Linked DNA regions of Ovis aries: region 2 is linked to region 1. Evidence: chromatin contacts called from public Hi-C data. All regions are on one chromosome and are shown on one strand. The core of a region is the stretch at or near the end of the contact, and the rest is flanking DNA. Distances in the headings are between cores, read along the strand shown. Region 1 overlaps MPDZ (multiple PDZ domain crumbs cell polarity complex component). Region 2 has its middle 6.3 kb from the start of TRNAH-GUG.

Evidence for each region. A called contact is a pair of places that touch in the nucleus more often than the background predicts.
Region 2: a contact with region 1 is called in a Hi-C map of tail adipose tissue, with 5 times the contacts expected there. The contact joins two enhancer-like sites. A contact is called at or near these places in 5 of 16 Hi-C or Micro-C datasets (mixed tissues, muscle, skin fibroblasts and 1 more).

The regions. Positions count from the first base shown.
Region 1 is chr2:81,956,270-81,960,230 of ARS-UI_Ramb_v3.0, forward strand. The region is part of intron 2 of MPDZ (multiple PDZ domain crumbs cell polarity complex component); the gene reads right to left. Among named protein-coding and RNA genes, the nearest start is that of MPDZ, 320 kb to the right of the region's middle. Within about 2 kb of position 1,307, at least 9 of the 54 cell types and tissues checked have an H3K27ac peak or open chromatin away from gene starts, as enhancers often do.
Region 2 is chr2:83,086,405-83,090,629 of ARS-UI_Ramb_v3.0, forward strand. No RefSeq gene overlaps it. Among named protein-coding and RNA genes, the nearest start is that of TRNAH-GUG, 6.3 kb to the right of the region's middle. Within about 2 kb of position 2,612, at least 6 of the 54 cell types and tissues checked have an H3K27ac peak or open chromatin away from gene starts, as enhancers often do.

The DNA of each region.
Region 1 (3,961 bases), core at 57-2,556:
TCAGTTCGTTAAGAGTCTGAATTGAATCCAAATAAAATGAATTTCTGATGCAAGCCTGATGACTGGTGCCATTCTATGCCGCATTATGTCAAGTTAGAGTTCGGTTGGAAGTGAGGGGACAGAGATCTTACACAAACGTCATACACATAGAACATTGAGTGAATGTGAGTCTGCCGAATTCAGTATCCCATTTCTGTAAACGGGTGCCCCCATCTCCTGATCTGATCCCTATTCACCAAGACCAATTACAACATTAGAACCCCCTAATAACGTAATGAATAGAATTCAAGAGCCATGCTAGTAAGACATCTATGAAACTTTCCTTGTAAGAATCTTTCAACATTTACGGAGAATTTAATTTTATTACATTGACCAATTCAGTTATTTACAAAATGAAAGTAAGTCAGTGCCTGTAAGATAAACAGATGATCCAAGGTCTATGAGAGGAATTTTTACTGTGGGATGTTTTTCTGTCTGCACCTCGCTCTTCTGCATGGAAATGATACCGGATGGAATTTTAACAGTGCTCATTGTAGTAGAGTTTTTCTATCACTTCCAGCTCAAGCTCCAAGCAAGGGATTGCCTACTATAGATGATTATATTGACTGTTGGATGCTGCTGTTTGATCCAGATTTTCTCCCCATATTTTACCCTTCCGTGCCTAATAATTTTTTCCACCCTTGTCACTTCCTATTGTGTACAAGGTGCAATATTCTATGTCAATGAATAGCCACAGACAGGTAGCAAGCAAGAACGGAAAGGAATTCCTTATGAATACACACCATTAAGGAGGCCTTGACTGGACCGTGTTGTGGAATGCCCGATGGCTATCTATTTCTTTTAAAATAATCTTTAAAAAATAAAAAGTCCCTGCTGCCTGTGGGATCCTGGCACATCAATCAATACATTAAATAAGTAAATAAGGAAATCATGTCAATTTCATGCATGCACAAACTTTTTGATACATAAATAATAAGAAGGGTTTAGATTCTGAGACTGTACCTGCTATCCAATAATTTTGTATATAAGATAAAGAGCTATTTCTAAACTGCGGTGCATTGCTCATTTTGGTCCCCAAATCGTGGGCTTCTTAGCATCCCTTCGGTGGTAGTGTGTGCATGACGCATGGCATGGGAGTGTGTGTGGGGGGGGGGCATGCTGTTAGGGGGAAGCCTACCACACATTTCTGCCATCACAGACTGTGGGCAAACAGCTGTCTCCACAGCTGAGGCCACTGGAGCCGCCTGCACTGCTCTAGTAACTCGAGAGCACACGGCTGGCCCCTGGGTGGCACAGAGCACTGCGCCTGCAGCAGAGTGCCCGAGCTTTCCTGGGGCTGAACAGGCGGAGACTTTGCCACCAGACACAATAAGCATCTGAAATGGGGGCTCATGAATAATTCATGCTTGGTGTCCTACGAAACAAAGAAATGATATGTTTGCTGGTAGATAACTGTGTTGTGGCATTTGTAAATCTTTCTGAATGTGGAGTGGATCATGTTTCTTGTTGGTAGAGAAATATGTTTTTTTTTTCACTTTCCTAAAACAGAAGAGTTTGTAGTTCCATGTAATAATCCTGCACTGAAGATCTTCCATGAAATGCTGGATGGGTTAGACTAATTTGGCTCATGATTTAGGAATTTTAAAAAATCTCATTCAGTGAAGAGGAATGGTGAAATGGCTTTACTGCAATAAAATACAGCAGGATACCAAGTTCTCAAGGACATTATTTTTTTTTTTCTTGGTAGGCAACCAGCTCACTTTTGCTAATGCAAGTTTCATTACTAGAGACTAGAAAACAGTGGTGCCTCCGCATGGCAGGATAGTATCGGGAGGAATACTTCTTCACTCTTCACTAAAATATTAGTAAAAATGATACTTTGGTGAATTGAGCCCTACATTGTTTTAGTGATAGTCAAATACCCACTAATCTGACACTAGTTAAATTGGCAATAAAAATGACCCCCAACCAAGTTGGGCCTCTCTCCTGTTTCTGCACAATAGCTTTGGACCTAATTCCAGGGATCTATAAAACCGTTGGGTAGACTCTGTGCATTTGCATAACGAGTATCTCTAGTGTTGTATAAAGTAACTAGCTGTTCAAACTTATCATAATTAGTATTTATAATTAGTATCTGAATATTCATTTCATTTATTCTTTAATATCTGTGTACTCATTTCCTTGAGGGGGGGGGAAAGAAATTGATTTAATAGTTCTTCATTATCTTTGAAACAACAATCTGGCAAAACAAATCATGGTGATTATACTCTGTCATCTCTCCAATAATTATCTCAAATCTGTCTTCTGTTATTCACTCGTACTTTCACCACATTTTTTTCCTTTGTTTTGCAGGATCCCCTTGTTTGTCTCCCTCGTTTTCAGGTTGCCCAGGAATGACTGTACATCCGTAAACCTCACACAATTCGATAGGGTTGGCAGGGAAAGTCAGAAAGAAGGCAGGCTGATTTTGCTGAAAGAAAGAAACAAGCAAAAACAAAATATGGGCCTGCCAATTATATGCTGGCGTGAGAATATAATTCCTGCTTGCTTTCAGGTAGGTAGTGGGATCTCCCGTCAAAAGAAGAGCAGTAAATGCTGCGTGAGGTGTATTTTTGGTTTTTGTTGTTGTTATTTTTATCCTGAAGCTCCAATAATGTACCAAATAGTAGACTCACAATATGTACAGGTAATGACTCTTTTTTTTTTTTTTTTTTAACTTTGGCTGTGTAGGATTAAGATTGTAAATAGAATGATGGTGGGACATAAATTGCTCTGTACCTTTTAAAAAGATAAGTAGATTTCCAGTGGAGATAATAACTAAATAAGTGGTAGGAATGTCCTGGGGCCAGGGAGATAATCATAAGAAATAGAGGCAACAGCCTTAAGACGAACAAAATACAAACAAAACCTAAAAGGCCCGAGGCAGAGGCCAATGGAAATTCCCCTCACTTCTCACTGGTCGCCCAGGTTCCTGTTCCTCCTGCGCTGTCTGTGCACGTGGCTATAGTGAGACAGCAGTTGTCTCTCAGGCCTCTTCTTCCTGAGCCCCCACACTTTTTCAGTCTCCATCACCTATTGACAGAGCCTGATTGCTCTAACTTCCCAGAATATTACACTTGGACTGCCAAGTGGTAAAGAATCTGCCCGCAATGCAGGAGACACAGGAGACGCAGGAGATGTGGGTTCAATCCCTGGGTCAGGAGGATCCCCTGGAGGAGGAAATGGCAACCCACTCTTGTATTCTTGCCTGGAAAAATGTCATGGACAGAGGAGCCTGCAGGGCTAAAGTCTATGAGGTCGCAGAGTCGGATATGACTTAGCTACTGAGCACGCGTGCATGTTAAATAATCTTTTATAGGAATAACAAGCCAATTCATAACCCTTATTTTGTGTTTGATTCTTTTTATATATTTGAGAACTACAAAGAAATTTAACGAAAACACATTTAAGGGTGTATGCTTTGATAACAAAAATAGGGAGCCAAGAGGACCAATAAGTCAGTCAATAGCATTATAAAACTGATAGTATATTTAAGGTTAAGAAAACTCAGGTTCTTTGGATCAGAAATGCTTAGACAATATCTGTTTTCCAAAATTTCAATCCTGTCTCTGTCACATTTGTATTATGACAGACACTGAAAGTCCCTAAATATATTTCCTCATTTGTAAAATGGGGACAAAAATGCATGCTTCACAGAGTATTTTAAAATATCAGAACTAGTGATCTAATGTATGGAAAGCATGTTGGTAATTTATAACTTTCTAAGCCCATTAGAGTCACCTGGAAAGCTTTGAAAAGCTATGGATGTCTTTCTTGTTTCCACCTCCATCTAACTGAGTCAGAATCTCTGGAGAACAGGCCCTGACAATATACTTTGGAAAGCTCTTCAGGTGATTCTGCACCATAGCCAAGGATATGAACCACTGATGGAAAAGCCTGAGACTGAATGAACACTCAGTAA
Region 2 (4,225 bases), core at 1,362-3,861, 1.1 Mb after region 1:
TCATCAAGCCTACCAGATGTCAGAGAATGTCCACCCTCATCCTCACTACTCCTCTAGTTGAAGAGATGCCTGCATATTTCAGGGAGTGCCCAGGAAGACAATCAGAAATAAGTCCATTTTCATCTTCTCACTTGAACTGCTTTTATATGTGCCTTGCTCTGGAAACCTCCTAGAGCTCCTAAAGATCCAGAACCCCAAGTTGCTAAGTTGGGCTGTGCTCCCTTCAAGACTCACTGCATTGGAGCTAGGCTGAAAACCCAAGAAAGACAGGAACAAGGTTCCCGCCTTTCTGCTTATGCCCTTCCCACAAAAGCTGGAAGAGGTGTGTGTTGGTAGCTATCTCCGAAAAAGTCAATCCTTGACCCCTTTTGGGTCACAGTGCCAAAGGGAACCTTTCTCTGGACTCGCCACTGGGGACAAAAGATCTGTGTGTACTGGCGTCAGACCTGCGGTGTTCCTTTACATCATCTTATCATGCTGCAGGCCAAGTACCAGTTGACTTAATTGTTTCTTCTATTAACCTGAAAGCTTCATGGAGACAAAGATATAGTCTATTTGTATACTCTTACTTGATGGACAGGGAGGCCTGGTGTGCTGCGTTTCATGGGGTCACAAAGAGTTGGACACGACTGAGTGACTGAACTGAACTGAACTGAACCATCTCTTTGGGCTTCCCTCATAGCTCAGTTGGTAAAGAATCCGCCTGCAGTGCAGGAGACCCCAGTTCAATTCCTGGGTCAGGAAGATCCTCTGGGGAAGAGATAGGCTACCCCCTCCAGTATTCTTGGGCTTCCCTTGTGGCTTAGCTGGTAAAGAATCCACCTGCAGTGGGGGAGTCCTGGGTTCGATCCCTGGGTTGGGAAGATCCCCTGGAGAAGGGAAAGGTGACCCACTCCGGTATTCTGGCCTGGAGAATTCCATTGACTGTATAGTCTATGGGGTCACGAACAGTCGGACATGACTGAGCAACTTTCACTTTCACTTTTCACCATCTCTTTACCTTCTTTACTTATCATTGTGCCTGGCATATATTAATAGTAATAATTTAGCAGTTATGAGCGTAACAAAGCTACAGTGAATACTGTACTCTTTCTGAACCACACACTCTTCAAAATGCTTTGCTTATACCAGTTCATTTGATCCTCACAGCAATCCTTTGAGGGAGAGACTATTAAGCCATGGGCTTCCCAGTTGGTGTAGTGGTAAAGAACCCACCTGCTAGTGCAGAAGACAACCCAGATATTCTCTGGGTTGAGAAGATGCCCCTGGAGTAGGAAATGGCAACCCACTCCAGCATTCTTGCCTGGAAAATTCCCATGGAGAGTGAAGCCTAGCAGGCTACAGTTCATGGGGCTGCAAAGAATCAGACACGACTGAGCACAGAGCACATACACAGAGGCACAGAGAAGCTTACTAACTTGCCCAGGGTCATCTTAAAAGTGATGAGTAGAAGTGGACTTGCAACACAGGAATCTGACTCTATAGCTCATGTGCTTCCCCATTAGAGACCACACTCCACAGCCTAACTAGAGAACACAATACTACATTCTACATTGTTATGCAGGGCGACAGGCTCACTTGTGAAAGCAGATATAGTCAGACTGGCCTAAGGACATCACTTTCAGGGGGCTGAGGGGACTCCCAGCATGTCAGAGTTTATGAAAGAGATAGGGAGTCTGAACAGGATGTCGTCAGAGTAGAGAAGGGTATAAAAGAGTGAATGGTTTAAGAATATAAAAAAAGTAAGTAAGGAAAGTAAGGGGTACAGTTAGAGGTTGATATAAGTGTGCGAAATATGAAGGATATGTCTAAAGGAGATTTTAAACAAATTTCTATGTGAAGCTATCTCTAGAATTGCCCCAACACCTAGAAAACCTTTAGTAAGGACCTTCGTTATTTTTTAAATTTGGCTTTCTTTAAGTAAGATCCCTTACTGAAGCTGGGAGTCTTACTACATGGAGTTCCAGAATTGACTTAACTTTATAAGCAGTCTGAGTTATGTGAGTTAACTGTTACAGCCTCAACTCTGTCTCTGCATCTCTTGGGGGAAGAATGAGGAGAAATGGTGATGGTTAGAGCTTAAAAGTGGCTGTACTTAGGATATCCGATCAAATTCCCTCTTGTTTTGGAATTTGGGATATGCGCATTCAAGAGACTTCGAAAGGGAAAGAGAGAAGGAAAGGAAAAGATGTACCAAAATAAGAATGAGAGAAAGTGAGAGAGGATGTAGAAAAACCCGCTTCTTTGATTTGTATGGTGTGATTTCTGAAACTGCTCCAGCCTCTACATAAATCTATAGGATTTATGCAGCTTCATTAATCACACTTTCTTTGAAATGGAATTTTCTGCCTCGGAGCCTTTGAACATTGACATCCAAATACAATATATTCTTTTAAAATCACTTCTGGATAAAGGCAACACTGTTAAGGTAATTCCCCCAGATTGTAGGTGGAGTCTGTTTAGTCCTCAGATCTGGATGATAATATGTTGAAAATAGAACCTCCCTTCAGAGAACAGAAGAGTTCTGGCATGATTAGGATCCCAGTTGCAGACAGGCTGGGCCAGAAATCCATGGAGAGGAAAAAAAAGAAAGAAAAAGAGTGTCCTTGTCTTTGATGAATAATGACAAGCAGCGCCATCTAGTGACAACTCATGTTTATATTGGAGTCACTTGACGGTGACCTCTCTGCCAATCTCTTTGCTTATTATCAAACAGGCTGGAAAACAAAGAGTTCATCTTTCTGATGGCAATGTGACTTGAAATCAGAAGCCAGGGCTTAGGTGAAGACATGAGAGTGTTAAAACTTTTGACAATCAGAGTTCTCATCCAAAGCATGTTTTTCGGTTTGCTTTGGGGGGCTGACTTTTGAATGCTGTGAAGTTCAAAAAAGCAACAGAGAACAAAAACTGCATTCCTGGGAAGGGATGGAAGGAAACACTGTCATCGTCCCCAGGAGCCACACTAGATATGCATCACCTTCTCTGCCTCCTCGTGTTGCCCCTGTTCTGCTAATCAACTGAAGCACAGAGAGGTCAGGTGCAAAGTCAGACTGTCAGAGCAGCAGCAGTGGGATTTGAATCCCCACCTGCCCAGAAAAACGTTCTCTCTGATTCAGCTTTTGAGGGAATTTTCGTTCACGAGGCAGCTCCCAGGAAGGCTCACATTTCCAGGCCTGGCCACAGATCTTCAGCTTTTCAGGGTGACATGACTGAGATAAGTCACAACACCTTAGGACAGGTAGGGGCACTGGAAACGTGTCTCATACTTCTTACTGGCTGAGCTAGAGAGACCGGAAACGGCCCGCCCTTCAACTCTCTGTATCTGGATCCTATGGATGAAGTTGCAGCAGCTGGTGGGGGACAGGTAATCTCTTTCTGCAAGTCATCACCAGCTGCCACTCCTGGGGACACTGCTGCTCCAATGAGTTGGGCCTTAAGACCTCCTGCCCCCACAGAGGAGATGGCAGTCACATCCTAGCCCTGCAAGGCTCCCTGAAAGTGAATTGCATCTATTTCGATTTGGTTCTAAGAAATCATTTTCTATAAGTTAGTATATTTTTATTGCACAAAACAAACTACCTTCTTTATAATCAGGGACTAGATAGAGGTCGAGCCCATTTACTGGAGACTGTTCAATTAATAACTTGATCAGAAAATGCGAATTTGTTTTATTTATGGACATTCACTAAAGTCTGGAATCAAAAAGACTGGAATATAAACTCTCTTCAATTCAGCAGGTTGGTGATAGAGATCAAGAAGATAGGGTCTGAACAAAAAAAGAAGATCAGTCTGGCCTACTATATTGTAGAGAGCAAGAAAGAGGCATTCAGCTAAAGCCATAAGCTTATGGTAATAAAGCAAGCATATGTAGTTTTGAAGTTTTAGCTACTCAACTACAGTCACACAGGTAAAATATTTTATTTGAACAAACTCCATAGGCCCACTATAGAGATACACCAACATGAGGGACATAGATAGCTTATACAGAGAATTAATACTTCCTCTTGCTATTTCAGTTGATGTCCAAGAAAAGAAGTACAAGGAATTTTCCTGACTTTTCAGTGAGCAAAATCATTTCACAATTTGAATAAAACCTGTGGTTTTTTCCAGTAGTCATGTACAGATGTGACTGTTGATCCATAAAGAAAGCTGAGTGCCAAAGATTTGATGCTTTTAAATTATGGTCCTGGAGAAGACTCTTGAGAGTCCCTTGAACTGTAAGGAG